Linked DNA regions of Mus musculus: region 1 is linked to region 2. The links are chromatin contacts, called in public ChIA-PET maps. All regions are on one chromosome and are shown on one strand. The core of a region is the stretch at or near the end of the contact, and the rest is flanking DNA. Distances in the headings are between cores, read along the strand shown.

Region 1 (4,696 bases), core at 1,825-4,324, 190 kb after region 2:
CCTGGGGTTAAAACAAAGAACATACCTTTTAATATGTCTCTGTGTGTGTTTTAACAAAACCAAAATTTCAAAATCCTTACTTCAACAGACAAATAAATAAAATAAATAAGAAGATGTACTGATTAGTTTTTTGTCAACTTGATACAAACTAGAGTCATCTGGGAAGTGGGACCTCAATTGAGAAATTGTCTCTAACAGATTAGCCTGTGAGCATGTCTGTGGGAGAATTTTTCTTATTAGTGATGTGAGAGGGGCCAGCAGACTGTGGGCGGGGCCACTGGGGGCAGCTGGTCTTGGGTTCTATAGGAGAGCAAAGTGATTGAGCTATGGAGACTAAGCGGCTTTCCTCTGTGGTTTCTGCCTTGGCTTCCCATAATGTTGGACTGACACTCAGAAGTGTCAAGTGTCTGTCCTCAAGTTGCCTTTGGTTCTATTCCAGCCACAGAGAGCTAGCAAACTAGACTACTAGGTAATTCATTCATGCTGTTTAGAGGTACAAAGTTTGTGTCAATATGAAACAAGGAGAGATATATATCTATATCTATATATATCTATATATATCTATATATACACATATATATATGTATATATTTATACAACATATACCTTTTTATGATGTATTAGCTTGAGTGTATATTTTTCTAGACTGTATAACTTTTAAGGAGTCAGCATATCCTGGAGTTAATCATACTGACTCAATGAGAAGACATGAGTTCAAATCCCTATAAGAAACATTTGTTGACATGTATCTGCCCACATTTTTGCACTTTCTTCCTGTTTGCGGCTCAGTGTGTTAGCTGACTTTAAATATTCACTATCCATCATGAATAGATAATAAATGTGGCCAGCTTAAAAATAATCACATTTTGTAGTCTTCATAGAAGCCCCGACAGAGTTCTTGCCAAGTGGTCAAACCTGGGAGGGATTTAAGGGATAGCTCTTTACAAAGAGATTTGAAGGGCCTGGGACATACATGACACCTAGGGTTCTATTCTCCACCACTGCAGAAACTGGACATGGTAGCACATACCTGTGGGAAGGAACATCAGAAGTTCAAGATCACCTCCAGTTTCCAATCTGCTGGCTACTTTTATGTCAACTTGGCACAAGCTAGAGTCCTTTTAGAAGGGGTACCCTTTACAGAGAAAACGACCCCTCCAGATTGGCCCATGGACAAGTTTATGATGCATTTTCTTGATTGGTATAGGAGGGCCCAGCTTCTGTGGGTTGTGCTACCCCTAGGCCGGTGGATCCATGCGTCATAAGAAAGCAGGCTGAACAAGCCCTGAGAAGCAAACTGGTAAGCAGTAGTCCTTAACGGCCTCTGCTTCAGTTACTGCCTCCAGGTTCCCGTTCTAACTTCCCATCATGCTGCACTGTGGTTAGGACACAGAAGCTGAAATAAGCTCTTTCCTCCCCAAGTTGCTCTTGTTTACAAAACCCTACCTCGAGGCCAGGTTGGGCTACATAGGGCTGTCTCAAAATTCACCAATCAGTTAGTAAATGGGAGTGGATATGACTGGCATACAGTATTATTGTTATCCTCCCAGAATAGCACATGGAGTAGGAAGGTAGCTATAGCCTGGTCTCTAATAGAATCACAGAGGTAGTCAGTCCTTCATGCCTGGACTGCTGGCCTCCAAGCTTCTTGCTGTGTAAGAGCTAGCCATTTACTTGGCCCAGCCACTGTTTTGTGTTCTCTGTTAGGTAAACTCTATGCTCCATCATAATGTAAGGAGGTTACTCATTTCAATTTTTTAATTCCAGTTTGCTGGTGCATTGTGTATTTGGCCATCTTTAGATTTGAATGACCAGCAGGTAAGAGTGAGTGAGTACATTGGAGTTCGACAGCTCTGGTCTGTTAGTCAGGCATTCCATCAGACATAACCCAAGTTCTTTGTGGCTCTACAAAGAAGCTTGCCTCTTGTTGCTGTGACTTGCTTTCTGGAGTGTGTTGTCATTCATAGATGTGGGCTCTTATGTTCTTGTGGTTCTGTGCAGCATAGTCTTGATACTACAGTCTGACCCGTGCAACGGAGAAAACGGACCCACATTTCCAGTTAAGTTGGACCGTAAGAAGGGGATGATGTTTAAGGTAAGCATGATGGTAAACGCCTGTCATCACAGCACTTGGGAGGTGGAGGCAAGTGGACCACAAGTTTGAGGATGGCTTGGGCTTCATACTAAGACTCTGTTTCAAGAAACCAAAAGTATCATGGTGGTGGGTCATACCTGTGATCTCAGTTACTCAAGGAGCTGAGGCCAGAGGATCGCAAACTTGAGGTTTACCTGAGCTACAGGGAGAGTTCAAGTCTAGTCTGCGCCCTAGTAGATCCTGTCTCAATACAAACAAACAAACAAACGAACAAACAAACAAACAATGTGAGGAGGGCCACATATTTATCTCAATGATAAAACTTGTCTAACTTGTGAGAGGTTTCAGGTTCAGTTTCCAATGTCAAACCAACCAACCAGTCAGTCAACCAACCAACCTAATAACATTTAAACACAAAATCAACCAACTAACCAACCAACTAACTGATGGTTATTTGAACACAAAACCGCCTAAAAAATGCAGATTCATTTGATTTGATCTAGTTTTACGTGTGTGATTTTGAGCAAGGGGCTTTGTGAATCTGTCCCTTGTCTTAAACAAGGTCCTAAGGCTCTCTTAAGAAAGTCAGAGAATATCTACAAAGAATATCTCAGGACCAAGTCTGACACATAGTAAGTGACTCAAAAGGATGAGCTTTAAATATTATTATTATTATTTTTATTATTATTATTATTAATCCAGTACCTAGTACAGATTCCTGGCACACACTAACTACTTTTTAATCATTTTCTTGTCAAAAGATAGGACTATAACTCATATAGCGTTAAGTTCAACCTCTTAAACTGTATATGATTTGGAAGGCTTTAGCATGCTCTGATCACAGATCTGGCCCAGTTTTTATTTCCGGGGAAAGAAACTTCACACCCGCTAGCAGTCACTTTGCTTTCGTTTCCAAGCGGCTGGTATGGCACCTTTCTGAGTCAGTCAACCTCAGTAGCTACTGACTTGATCTTGCTGGGTTAAAGAATAAAAGTCCCTGTTTATTCAGCAACAACTGAGATGCTGCCAACACATACAGTGCTCACCTACTACTCGGTAACAAAAAGGACAAGGACAGCAACGCAGCCGCTGATAATGACTGTGCATCCACCCCTTCGTGGGCTCGCGGTGCCAGCGGGCCAGCACAGGAATGTCCTGCGCCTGCGGTTTGCCGTGTAAGAGAATCTGAAGATGGGGAAGGGAAGTGTAGCTGTGCCCTCCTCATCCTCACGCCGCCGCATCTCTTCCTCCCTGCTCCCAGTGGTGGCTGCTAATGGGTCCGAATGAGCAGAAACTGCACCAATGGTCAGGGGACTGCCTCGAAAGCTACCGGGTATTATTAACCTTTTGATTCCAGAAACTTTTCGTAGATAGCGTTATTTTGGTCACACACAAACAAGGGTGAGTCAAAGCGAAAACGGTCTACTTCTCCTTCTGAGCTAAGAGTGCCTGCTCTTCACACCTGCACAGGGTGTGCCATCCCGGATGGTGCCTGGCGGCTGAGTCACAGCTGAAGGAGGAAATGCATTTTTACCTATTGAAAGCAACACCCCCACCCCCACCCCGAGGGGATTCTTATATTTTCATTATGAACCTTCCCTTACGTTTCCTTAACAACCCTCTTCCTCTACATTCTGTTTTCTTTTCCTTCCAATTTCACATCTTTTAGTGTTTCTTAGGGTTTGTTTGTTTGTTGTTGTTTTTCGAGACAGGGTTTCTCTGTATAATAGCTCTGGCTGATTTGCCTGCCTCTGCCTCCCGAGCGCTGGGATTAAAGACGTGCGCCACCACGCCCGGCTTTTTTTTTTTTTTTTTTTTTTTTTTTTGTACGTGTATGCGTATGTGTGGATGCTTGAGTGTAGATGCCCGTGGAGGCTGGGGGACCGGATCAGATCTCCTGGATTGGAATTACAGCTGCTTAGTGTGATGTGCACGAGACAGGAGCTGGGAACTGAACTCAGAGACTTTGGAAAAGCAGGGAGTAAATACTGAACAATCTCTCCACCCCCTCCTATCTTCAAAACTGTGGAGTACACCGAGAGGTCTCTCCCCTGGCTCTCCCCTGCCTTCCTGTTGGTTCCTTGCATTGAACTCAGGTTGTCAGCCATTGTGGCAAGAGCTTTTAACACTGAGCTATCTCACTGGCCCTGGTTGAATGAAAGAATGAATGAATGAATGAACTATTTACTGTTTATTGAGTCCCAGTCTCACCAGGAATTTCATATACAGACCCTAGTTTATAGAGTCCTGCCCGGTTCTGTCCCTATCCATCTAGTGCTGGGACTAAGGGCAGGCACACATACCCAGCCCAATCTTCTGATTTTTAAATAATTTTAAAATTCTTAAATTAGCATACAGAATACTATATATCATTATGGCATTTTCAATCAAATTGTGTCTTACTAGATTCTCCTTACCCCTACCTTCCCCTATCTCCCTGCTACTCCCTCCCCCTTCCAGCCCCTTCTCCTATGTCCCATGTGTCCACCCCCCACCCCCTGCCCACCCGGTCTTGTTTCATAACCTAATCTTACTCTCTTGCTCTCCTTTCTAGCTTTAGATTTTACCCTAATCTACACACACAAACACACATATACACAG
Region 2 (4,530 bases), core at 1,194-3,693:
CACCAGCTAGGAAAAGTGGTACAAAGAAAGGCGGGCTGGCCTGGGGCTCAGTGGTAGAATACTTGTTTATCATGGTGGAGGCCTGTGTTCTCTCTCCAGAACTGCATGCAGGGAAAAGGGGTGTCAGGTGACAATGGGTCTCTACAGAGTGGTATGGTTCAGAGTGGGATAGCTAAACACCCAAAATAAAACACACACACACCACACCACCCGCAGGACACACAAGGCAGGCAGATAGTACAATCAAAGATGAAGAAGAGTAAAAATAGTGGATGCCAGTCTTCATAAAAGTGCTCTGAGGCTCTCCCAAGGTGACCCAGAAAGGTATCAGACTCAGGGCTCTGGGTCACACGCAAGCAACATCTCAGTGCTGCTTGTCCATTTCCGGAAATGTGATGGCTAGTGAAGCCATCTACTTAAAAATAAGCTGTTTTCTCACCTCCTCCCACCATTGTCTTTTAATAAACCATGCACAGTTGAATAGAGAATCTTAGCCAGTACCAACTACAACAAAGACGCACAGCATCCTCACAGCACGGTCTTAGACACAAAAACACAAAGCTGCCCTCTAAGAAGACCCCAAAGCCATGAGTCCAGTGAGCTGAGCTACCACTTTCCCTACTGCCTCTCAAGGGAGACAGAGCAGCGCTGATGGCAAAAACTGCACAGTCAGATGAAGGACTGGCGCACTCTTGAACTCTGGCCAGACTTCAGAAGACTCTTCACTTGCAGTTTACTCTCACTAAATGAGAAAGGTTAAAGGTTAAAGGTCAAAGGCAGTTAGCGTTCAACTAGGGTGCTATCAAAGAAAGACAAAGAGAACCTGACCACATTACCTCTATGGACTACAGGGTGAAATGTAAGGTGACCCTGTCTCTCCATATCAAGTTCTGACAGAGGAAGTGGTTTTTATTTGAAAATTACGACTGAAAATAGGTTCCATTTTAGTACTCTCCACTAGATGCCTTGATTTCAAGACACACATGCAAATGCTGCAGGCCCCAGGTCTCTGATATCTCATTTCAGGCCCACCTGTTTTCCACCTTAGCAAGTGAGAAGTGGGAAGACATTTGGAGGCAGTAAATTTGGTAGAGCATCTACCTGCACACAGACAGATTGCAGAAGCTAGGCATGGTCGTACTACCTTGAGTTCTAGCATTCGGGAGGCAGAGGCAAGCAGAGCTCTGTGACTTCGAGGCCAGACTGCTCTACATAGTGAGTTCCAGCACAGCCAGGCTACATAATCGAGAGACAAACAAACAAAATTGCAAAAGCAGGGAAAAAAAAAACCGCACACAACTTTCACAAATCGAAAATGAGAAGGAGTCTACTAAAAGGTAAGGAACGACTGCTCCAGAAGTCTTCAACATGCTCTAGTTCTGATCTCTTCAATGTCCTCCTCATTCACGGAACTCCAGAACTGGCAGCCTTCCCTGGGGCCGTCCAGGACTCCTTACCTAGACCTAACGTCCTCTAACGTCCTGACTGAAATACCACCTTTGCAAGAATGAAAGGATTCCTTGTCCCCACCATCTTCTAAGTACTATACAATTAATAATCGCATATCGTTGACTGTTTGTTTCTTTTTACATAAGCTCCCAAGGAGCTCGATCTTTGTTCTGTTCACTGATACTTAGCACAAGCTTTCCAGGATCGTACCTGGCACACAGTAGGAGCGCAGAAAGTATTTCCCGAGTGAATGCACTTCTCGACTAGAATTGCAGTTTGGAAGGGGGGAGATGAAATGGGAAGAAGCGGGAGGAGGATGCTCTGGGCAGACACCGAAAGAGGCCAAGGCCGACCCACATACAGCAGCGCGGACGCAAAGCAGTGCACCACCCGCGACAGAGACGAACTCTCAGGACTCGCGGAGAAAAGTCCCGGGCAGAGCACACACACCGGGCTGCGGGCTGCCGGGGGAACCCCGTCGGGTTCCCGACCACGCAAGCTTTCTCTTCCCTTCCCGGATACCTGGGGCGCCGGAGCCGCCGGACCTCCCGGGCTCCGGCTCCCGCCCACAGGCGCGGTGGCGAGCGACAGGGCCCTGCCCCAGCACCTGCCCGGCCTGCCGCAGGGGTCCGGGCCGCGGCCAGCCCGGGAGGCCCCAGAGCGCCCCGCCCGGCACCCCGGCAGGAAGCGCCCCTGCCCCGGCCGCTCCACCCGCCGCCGCGCTCGCCCGGCGCACTCTCACCTCAGGGCGTACGTACGACACGAAGGAGGGCTTGGGCGCCTTGGTGCCGCCGCCACCGCCGACTCCCCCTTTCCCCAGCATCCCGCCGCCTTGCGAAGCAACGAAGCCGAAGCGCGGCGACAGCAGAGGCGGCGGCTCCGGCTCAGGTTCCGGCAGCGGCGGCGGCCACCAGCACCAGCGGCCGGGGCTCCGCCCATCCCTAGGGCCGCGGCGGCGGCAGCAGTACCGCCCGCATCCGGCTCCGCCGCTGACACCGTTCGCTCCGCCCAGGCCACGCGCCCCGCCTAGCGACCGTGGGACACGCCCACCGCCGCTCGCTCTGCTCCGGCTGAGGTCCCGCCCACAGCATGGGACTGGCCACGCCCACCCCTTGTTGGCCGAGGTATTTGCTCTAGCCAATGCGGAGAGCGTTCTCTCCGGGCTTCCCCACGATTGGCTAGCGAGAATGTCGCCATTTGCCCAATGGTCCTGCCGTCGCTAAGTTGTTGCGGGCAAGTCGTTCTACCCATTTTGCTTCTTTTACTGGCCAGCAGCTTTGAAATTCAGCTTGCTGAACAGAATGCCTCCGCAGAAGCTTCAAAACCACACCGACGACGTTCAGACTTTAGACGAATGAAGAGAGACAGAGCGGATAGGAACTGACTAAAGTGACGTAAAATGTTGTGTTCAACTTCAAACTTCTTTTGTTTGTCGCTTGGTTTCTAACTGGTAAGATATCAAAAGCCCTTAAGACTTATCTGCTCTCCCAAGTTATCGACAAACCTCTCATATTAAGCCAAGATAGCAAATAAAACACACACACACACACACACACACACACACACACTATTCATTTCTATTCATTTGAATTCCACCTTTGGGGCACTTGCCTCGCGTGAGCAAGACCAAATTGAATTCTCCCTGTGGAGCATTGTGTTAGAAGAATAAGATACGATGCAGCTCACCCGAAGTTGTTCCATCTACTGTGAAAAGCCAATAAACATTTGCAGTTAATTTTTCAAGTGTCAGGCACCTTGCTATGCCTTAGTCTGACCAACTGCACCACCCCCTTGTATTTCTTTTAAAATTCCCAACTAAGTACTACAAGTGACACGGAAGGGTGGTTAGTGCACACCTGCTATTCCAGCACCTGGAAGGCCAGACAGAAAGATAGTGAATTTGTGGCCAGCTCGGACTACTTAGGAAGTCCCCAGGCAACCTAGATCACAAATAAGACCTTCCTCTCAAAACCTAGCAATTAACTGTGCTTTTCCACGTTGGTTCCCAGGAAGGAGAGGTGACCTCTCTGATTCCGATATGCCAGACAGATTCTGTTGCTTTTGTTTCCAGGATCTGACCCAACCCATAAACAGAAATGCTGGCTTTTGATAGAAATTCACCAAGCAAATGTCCCTTTCTGCCGGCCGTCAAGCTAACGTTAAGTGTTACTAGATCACCCTGATCTTTAACATCTGCTGAAGGTCAAGCCCTGTTGTAATACGACTCTGAAAACTTGACACTGTCTCTGGGTCTGTACACTTCCCAGGAATGGGAGCCAACAAAAGAAACGTTTTAAATACCAAAAAACCAGCTGGTTTGCCACCCTCTTCTGATTGTGTCCGTCCCCCTCCCCCATGTGATACTGTGAGGAAGAAGTGGACTTGGAGATTATTGAGCCTTGAAGGAATGCCCTTATGAGATCAGAGGGTTCTGGCTAACCCTCCCCCATTGAGAGAACTCAGCAAGAATGTGTCACCATTCTGGGCTGGAGAGTTGGCTCAGTGGTTAAGAGCATTGATGGCTCTTCCAGAGGTCCTGAGTTCAAGTCCCGGCAACTACATGGTGACTCACAACCATCTGTAATGGGATCAGATGCTCTCTTCTGGTGTATCTGAAGACAGCTAGTGTAGTCACATAAATAAATCTTAAAATAAAAAAAAAATGTGTCATCGTTGAATGGCCCACTCTTCCCAACGTGGAATCTACTGATTCTGGAATTCCCTAGACTCTGGAACAGTGAGAAGCAATTTTGTATTGTGTATAAACGATCAACTGTAAGGTACTCTGTTACAAGCAGAGGTATGAGTACACCACTCATACATGTTTCACTCACTGATAAACACTTTTTTTCTTTTTTCTTTTTTTTTTTTTTTTTTTTTTTTTTTTTTTTTTTTTGGTTTTTCGAGACAGGGTTTCTCTGTGTAGCTCTAGCTGTCCTGGTACTCACTCTATAGACCAGGCTGGCCTCGAACTCAGAAATCTGCCTGCCTCTGCCTCCCAAGTGCTGGGATTAAAGGCGTGTGCCACCACTGCCTGTTTAAACACTTTTTTAAGATTTATTTTATTTTGATGTGTGTGTC

What was found. ChIA-PET counts read pairs in DNA pulled down with a chosen protein or histone mark.
Region 1: an RNA polymerase II ChIA-PET map of memory CD8 T cells shows a contact between it and region 2, with 154 read pairs. The contact joins the enhancer-like site here to the promoter of Mtmr12 in region 2. A contact is called at or near these places in 3 of 39 promoter capture datasets (the C10 cell line, macrophages and pre-B cells), 1 of 15 datasets of contacts at CTCF or cohesin (the NIH/3T3 cell line) and 4 of 115 datasets of contacts at active chromatin or transcription factors (effector CD8 T cells, embryonic stem cells, memory CD8 T cells and 1 more).

Annotation. Positions count from the first base shown.
Region 1 is chr15:12,009,294-12,013,989 of GRCm38.p6, reverse strand. No RefSeq gene overlaps it. Among named protein-coding and RNA genes, the nearest start is that of Sub1, 16 kb to the right of the region's middle. Within about 2 kb of position 3,074, at least 145 of the 459 cell types and tissues checked have an H3K27ac peak or open chromatin away from gene starts, as enhancers often do. A contact at or near this core is called in effector CD8 T cells, memory CD8 T cells and microglia, where this site is marked.
Region 2 is chr15:12,202,941-12,207,470 of GRCm38.p6, reverse strand. Mtmr12 (myotubularin related protein 12) reads right to left here and starts at 2,443. Exons shown (of 16, transcript NM_172958.4): 1 at 2,192-2,443. The coding sequence starts at 2,272.